Linked DNA regions of Mus musculus: region 1 is linked to region 2. A link is a contact called in public HiChIP or PLAC-seq data. All regions are on one chromosome and are shown on one strand. The core of a region is the stretch at or near the end of the contact, and the rest is flanking DNA. Distances in the headings are between cores, read along the strand shown.

What was found. HiChIP or PLAC-seq counts read pairs in DNA pulled down with a chosen protein or histone mark.
Region 1: an H3K4me3 HiChIP or PLAC-seq map of embryonic forebrain shows a contact between it and region 2, with 2.6 times the contacts expected there. The contact joins two enhancer-like sites. A contact is called at or near these places in 11 of 484 Hi-C or Micro-C datasets (the HL-1 cell line, Sertoli cells, bone marrow-derived macrophages and 6 more), 7 of 115 datasets of contacts at active chromatin or transcription factors (bone marrow-derived dendritic cells, bone marrow-derived macrophages, embryonic basal ganglia and 4 more) and 1 of 9 other capture datasets (embryonic stem cells).

The regions. Positions count from the first base shown.
Region 1 is chr19:59,192,890-59,196,326 of GRCm38.p6, forward strand. No RefSeq gene overlaps it. Among named protein-coding and RNA genes, the nearest start is that of 4930442E04Rik, 23 kb to the left of the region's middle. Within about 2 kb of position 1,377, at least 18 of the 459 cell types and tissues checked have an H3K27ac peak or open chromatin away from gene starts, as enhancers often do. A contact at or near this core is called in embryonic forebrain, where this site is marked.
Region 2 is chr19:59,005,184-59,008,920 of GRCm38.p6, forward strand. The region is part of intron 12 of Shtn1 (shootin 1); the gene reads right to left. Among named protein-coding and RNA genes, the nearest start is that of Eno4, 64 kb to the left of the region's middle. Within about 2 kb of position 1,553, at least 20 of the 459 cell types and tissues checked have an H3K27ac peak or open chromatin away from gene starts, as enhancers often do. A contact at or near this core is called in embryonic forebrain, where this site is marked.

The DNA of each region.
Region 1 (3,437 bases), core at 127-2,626, 190 kb after region 2:
TCCAAGAAAAAGTTCAAGGGAACCACGTTCAAGTAGCACCGAAAGTCTATTTGTAAAGGTTAGGACGTGCACAACTTCAGAGACTGTTTTTTCTTAAAAAAAAAAAAAAAAAAAAAAAAAGAACAAAATTTCAGTCACTTTAATACACACTTTAAGGGTGATTTATGATAACTGTAGCCTGCAGTGACTAAGGCTATACTGAATGTTCAGAGCTGAAACATTCAGTCTGTTGTATTCAGGGAAAGTTCTCTCTACAATTTTGGGGGAAAAAATTTAAAAAACGCGGAAGCAATTGTCAAATCTCTTTCACCTGTGCAATATCTTTTTTGTTGTTGTTGTTGTTGATAAATGTGTCCAATTACATGGCTAGGGTTCAGATGCCCACAAACAGTTTCATTTTTGATGGTTCGGTAGCTGTAATTCCAGGCTGCTATTTCACTGTATTGGAAGGCACGTGGTTATCTTTGCTCCTTTCTTCTTCCTCACGCTTAAACCAGCCCCCCCCCCACCCAAAAAAAAACACATCAAGAAACCAAATAATCCGGGAAAACAAGAGGCACCGTTTGTATTCTAAAGGCTGAAATCCTCGACATAAGTAAAGGGACGATTCTGACACTTGGCGGTAACCTCCCAGATTCAGGTCTTGCATCTGTGAAATGGGCTTGGGCTGGGGGCTTCACGGCAGGACGTTGTCCCCAGGTATCAACAACTCATTGTCTCCTGACTTTCGGGTGTTTGAAAGCTCTTGGGCCTTTTTGGGGGAAGCAGGTCCAAACCCTTCCCGGGCCAATTTGCCTTCTAGAAGCCACAGGGGACACACACACACACACACACACACACACACACACACACACACACGGTGCGTCTGGCATTTTGGTTTATTGCCTTTACAAAGGTTTTTGGAGGTCATCTCAGACTTAAACTAAAGAGTGGGGGCGGGGGGGGATGCAAAGTGAAAGGGGAAAGGATCGGGGGAAGGGGGCGAGAGAGGGAAGCTGCAGGGTTGACACCAAGAGAAGGAAAGAAAATAACCCAGAAAAGAATCGTGCCGCTGGAAAAACTGGGGGAGGAAAAGAGCGGAAGGTATTGCTTCGGGAGGCACCCGAGCCGCGGGGCTTATAGAGGGACTGGGCCTGAAACTCGGCCACGTCCTCCCGGCCCTGCTCCGAGTGTCCCCGGTCAGGGAAGGTAAGAGCCGACCCAGACTCATCTAGAGACGGAGCAGAGGAAGTCGCAGCCCGGGGCTCGTCCGGGCGAGTCAGGGTGGGCACATTTCTCCCGTAGTAGCATTTGCGGGGGACGGAGGAAGTAGTTGGGGGCAGGGGGCGATAGTGCCACCCGGAGCCTCGCGGAGTCCCCGGTGTTCGGCTGGAAGCTCCTGTCCCAAGTACTGCTCTGCGCTCTGCATTAGGCAGCGGCCGAGTTGGGAGCACACCCGTAGGGGCCCGCGAGGTTTTTCCTTGTCTCTTGGGCGACGACCTTCGGGAGATAGTCAAAAAGCTGGTGACCCGCGCACTGACAAGATCTCCGAGTCTCCACCTGAATCCTGATGGCCTAGGGACCTTACCTCGGCGACTGGCCCAGCCTCAGAACTCCTTCAAGCCTTTCTCTCCTAGTACAGGGACCTCAAACTCCGGAACTCCCGAGATGGAGCAAAAAGACACTACCTACGCATTCCCGCGCCAGAGGAGGGTCCCTGGGGGGGCGCTCTCCAGATCCTAGGGGCGAGGGTTACCTTCCCAGCACCTTGCGAGGGTGGGTACCAGTCTGGGCCCCATAACACCGTCACTGCTACTTGTAATTTCTTCGCTTTGCCCCTCCCTTTGGAGAAAGAGGCAGTTTTACCCAAAGGTAGCGCTGGGTGAGCCGTGGGTTTGAGAGTTAAAGAGGGTCTTCTGTCTCAGAGGAACTTCTTAGCACCAAAATATCTCCAGGCCAACATTTTTTTTTAAACCACAAATTGATTATTTTGAGATCTCTCTCTCTCTCTCTCTCTCTCTCTCTCTCTCTCTCTCTCTCTCTCTCCTCTCTCCACATTGATACACTGATGATCCTTCAGTGGTAGAGAGGGGAAGTGTTTTTTCTGGGTTAGTGTCTTCTTTGCCTCCTTTCATCCTCCAAAGTCCAAGAGCAGTCAAACGAAATGTGTTTTGTTTTGTTTTTGTTTGGTTGTTTTTTTTTTTTTCCTAACTCTTGCGATAAAATTCAATGCTCCTGTCTGGACAGTTCACATCCAAGAAGGCTTGTGTGTGTCCAGCTCTGTGTAGCCAGCTACTTGAACGCTTTCTCCGAAGATTATGGTGACAACAGGGTGACAAGAACCAGGGAACTAACAGCTCTTGAGTAGTCATTTGTACCAACCTGTACTTGGAGGTGAGACATGTATGTACACAACCTTTTCCGCTCCACTTTTAATTTTTGTCAGAGGAGGTCAGAATTGGCAGATTAAAAAAAAAGATATTATTTGCAGAGTTATGAATGTCCCCACAGAAACTATTTCTATCAGACCACTAGTTGTGACAGGGTTAGGAAACCAGTTTAAACTGTTAATCGGCCACAAAAAGGGCCTCAGATCGACGCCTTTCATTGTAAGGCTGTAAAAGCTAAGCTGTACATCGGGAAGAAATTAGACAGCGGCAAAACCATTACCTTGACTTCCCACAATAAAGACAACCTTAAGAGGGGCTATTGATGGTTTCAAATTACATCACAGCAGTTTGTGGGTTCTTCCTCCGAGCTCATGGAATACAATTTTAAAATGTGGATTCTTCAAAGAGCAGTCGCCGGCATGGTATTCACACATGGACAGGCAGCTACCCTTTGATTTTATTTATTGCAAAGTGGAGGTGAAGAGAGGAAAACAAAGACAAACAACCAGAATAAGGAGTTTAAAAAGAATCATGTCCGGTTTATATTTCCCAAGCTTTCTGTGCTCTTTCTTGCAGGGAAACTGGGGTGGGGGTGGGGGGCGGGAAGGGGACCAGAGGGAAACCCCTGTGCATGGCCCGTCCTGTCCGCCCTCTGCTTCTGAAGGTTCCAATCTGCACTCAGACTTGTGGGTTAAAGTTGGGAAAGACATTTTCCCAAACACGACTCCAGGGCCAGGGTCACACCGAAACTCCACTAGTCCTTTGGGGAGAAATCTCTCCGTTGGCCATGGTGGCCTTGTGCCTTCCACCAGCCGATTCCCCCGAAAGAGCTTGTACATTGGTAAAATTCACCGAAAGCGGGTGGCCCACCCTCCTCTTTTACTCTCAAAAGTGGTCTCTGCATTTTCAGGAGTCTCAAAAAGAGGAAGTCCCTCTCAATCGCCATCCTTAAAGTCACCTTACTGTTCTCGAAAGGCCTATAAAAAACGGGGTACCCTGCCACCTCAGTTGGCGTTTCTCTAAGTTAGTGGTGGAAACCCACACGGTGTCTGTTATTTTTATCCACTA
Region 2 (3,737 bases), core at 303-2,802:
AACAAAATTTTTAATGGATTTGAATGCAGTTCCTTATACCTGTGGAGTGAACATTCTTGACTGAGCTACCTTCTTAGCCTCGAGTGTCTGATTTTTCTTGCTTGCTGCCTGTACAGCCGAGGATTACAAATGAGTTAAACTGAAACTTGTTGACCAAAATCAATTTGGTTTTTCTCAAAGAATTTCTTGGCCAAAGTATGGAATCACTTTGGAACATGTCACCATTAATGTGCTTCTAGACCTTGCTATTCCTAGTGAATTCACTCCAGCTGACACACGGAAGCTAAGTGCCCACTGAGACCTAGGCTCGATGGCAGACTCACAGTCTGCCTGATCAGTGTTGAACTCTAGCTTTAAACAGATATGATGTCTGTACTTCTGGGGAGAGATGGCTAAGCTCACAAAGGCTGCCTTCTAGATGAAGAGGACCACAGTATACCCAAAACTAACCAGTGCTTGTTTCAGGTCTAACTCAGGTCTTCTTTCCTGAGAAGACTTCATGTGGACCTGGGTAGCCATTCCTCATCTCTGAGTCCCTAAGGGAACACCAGAGTTTACAAGTTTCTATTACCCTCAACTCTGTAGCACCAAATGGCTGAATCACTGCTACGTTGGTAAGTATAATCTGACTTCAAAGACAATTCTGTCCTCAGAGGCTATTGGAAAACTAAGAATTAAAATGTCTCCATGTGGAACATGATTCAGACCCAAGAGTCATCTTTCCACAGCCGTCTTAGTTACTTTTTAGTAACTCTCTCTCATTGTTGCAACAATGAGAGAAAAAACAAAGCCTCCTGAGGAAGGCAGAGTTTCTTTAGCTCAGTACAAGAGTAAACCCATCACTGTGGGGGAGGGAGGCACTTGTCCTCTTATTCAGCCTAGCCAGCTCCAGGGCCAGCAACAGTTGCCCACATTTAGAGTGGGTCTTCTCACCTCCATTAACCTAATCCAGGAACTTCCTCATTGGAATACCCAGAGGTTTGTCTCCTGGGTGATTGTAGATCTTATGGAGTTGACAATCAGTATCAAACATCACAGAATGCAACATAGGAAACACAAGTACCCAAGTCAGAACTTAACAACAAATGAAAAATGTTGGGGGGGGGGGGAGAAACGAAGAAAAACAAATGTCCTATGCTTTGGGTTGATTAACTATGTTCCCTCAAATAGAATTTGGGGGTGGAAACTTACTCTGATGGTTCACAAATATCTACAAGGGGGCAAACAAGAAATTCACTCACTCATTCGCCGTCTCCCTTGACGTCCAAGTATCTGTACATACATATGCTTTCCTGACCCTGTTCAAAAGGAGACTTTTCAAAAAGCCAGGTCTTATGCATAAGCACCTGGCATGGGATGTGGTTTAGTCCTGGGAACGCAGAGACCAGTTTTAAAACACCTTCTTTTTTTTTTTTTTTTTTTTTTTTCCCTCTTGGTTTTGTTTTCTTTTTCAGAAAGGCTGCCATTTTGAGTGAGACTAGGAAGAGCTGCATGGGGAAGGGAGCACCGCCTACAAACAGATTAGCGCTCTGCAAGGACTGACTGCAACCCAATTAAATACACCATACAGAAACTAATTAAGGCAGACAGATGGAGAATTACGGGCCACACCATTCAAATCTGCGACAGCATCTACCAGCAGGAATTTAAAGTAGCTCCTTATATTTGCTTGCCAGAATCATAGTGATAATTCAGAGAAGTGCCACTATCTGTATTGTGCACAGATTATAAACCAGGCTTTAATTTCTCAGCCTTTTTTCCCCCCAATATAAAGGCATAATTGGTCTTAAGAAAAAGAAATCACTCTTATCAGATTCCCTACTCAGGCGCAACACAAGGGCAGTGCTAAGCTAGCCGCACAGGCTTTCTTCCTCTCACCGACCTGTTTTTGAAATGGCAAAAAAGCAATCTATATGAACTTCTGAACTATTAAGCAGTTCTAATAAACCGGCATGAATCACCTACGGAGCACCCGTGGTATGTTTTGTAATTCCTTCTGCAATCGCGCAGTTGGTAATTGTCTCACAAAAGCATGTAATCAGGAGGACAATGGAAATATGCAGGATGCTGGAGATTAGAGAAAGAGGCTAATGAGGACAACAAGTCTAATGTTACCGAACTGCCACGGGCGGAAAGGAAAAAAAACCCAACAAAACAAAACCAAAGGTTCTTTGAGTTAGGGCTTCAAGGTCAGTCTTGGATCAGAATACTATATGTAATTAATTGGGGCTTAAATCTTTAGACCCACTTGGAAAATAAGTTAGATCTTAAAAGGAGAGAGAGAGAGGGAGGGAGGGAGGGGGAGAGAGAGACAGAGAGATAGAGAGAGAGAGAGAGAGAGAGAGAGAGAGAGAGAGAGGGAGAGAGAGAGAGAAAGAGGAGAGGAGAGAGAGAGGAGAGAGAGAAAGAGAGACAGAGACACCCCCATGGAAGAAATTACCACATTGTTACTCAAGAAAACCTCTGCTTATTACCAAGAAGAAATGAAGTTTCTTTTTGCTTCCCCATTTTGCTAATTTTTTTGATAAGACCTTAAAAACCAAGCCACTGTATATCATCATGATGTTAAAAACTTCCAAGAGGGTACATCATATTTGAATCAGTCTAGAATTGACTTACAGAATATGAATGTAAGGAAATTTCTTGACTACAGTAGGATTACCTCTCCCAAAGGGGAGTTACAGGGTTACAGAGATAGCTCAGTAGGTAAGAAGGCATGAAGAATTGAGTCCAAATCCCTAGAATCCATATAAAAAGACCTGAGTATGGCTGAAGGTGTCTGTGACCCCAGCACTGTGTTGGACAGAGAAAGGAGGATCAGCTCCAGCTTCAATAAGAGACGCTGTCTCAACAGTGTAAGGGTGGTGATGTAGCAGGACACCTGATGTTCTCTTCTGGCCTCTATACATACATAGGCCTGCACATCTGCATCCACACACGTGCAGACATCACCACCATGACTGCCACATACACATACACTTACACACCTTGCTCAGAGGACAGACTGACTCAGGAGCTGGGAACAGGCCAATCAATCCTTCAGCAATCCTTCATGGACCGTGAAGTGCTATATCAAAGCAGATATCCTACTTAGCTTTAACTGCCAACTTGACACAACCTAGCATCTCCTGAGAAGGGAGTCTCAACTGATGACGGAGATCAGATTAGCCTGTGGCGGGTTGTCTAGATTATTAAGTCATATAGGAGGGCCCAGTCCACTGTGGCTGGCACCATTCTCTGGGTAGGTGGTCCTGGGTTATATAAGAAAGCTACTTAAGCCAAAGTGGTGGCGCACACTTTGAATCCCAGCACTTAGGAGCCAGAGGTAGGCCTGAGTTCTCTGGTCTAAGGCATTGACATTCCTCTGCCATCCCTGCCGGCCTGCCGTGCCTACCCTGCCTGCCATACATACCTGTCTGTCTATCTGCCATGCCCACCTGTCTGTCTGCTTGCCTAGCCTCCCCTTCCCCATTCTTTGTTTTCCCAAACTTCAGGCAGAGTGACTGTTCTAGAGAATGAATCTCACTGCATTCCTACTTGAAACTTCTATTCTTCGGAGAAACATCAGCATCTCAACCATTGCTTTGAGAACCTGGCTCCCACCTACATCTCAGCCCTCTTCCCTGGGTCCTGAGTCAAGGCAGCAGAGCAGTCTTTAGGTTTTTCTGATGCATGAAGCTTCTCCCCTGTTCCGACTTTTGAACATACTGCTATGCTGTTTGGGTATTTTTCATCCC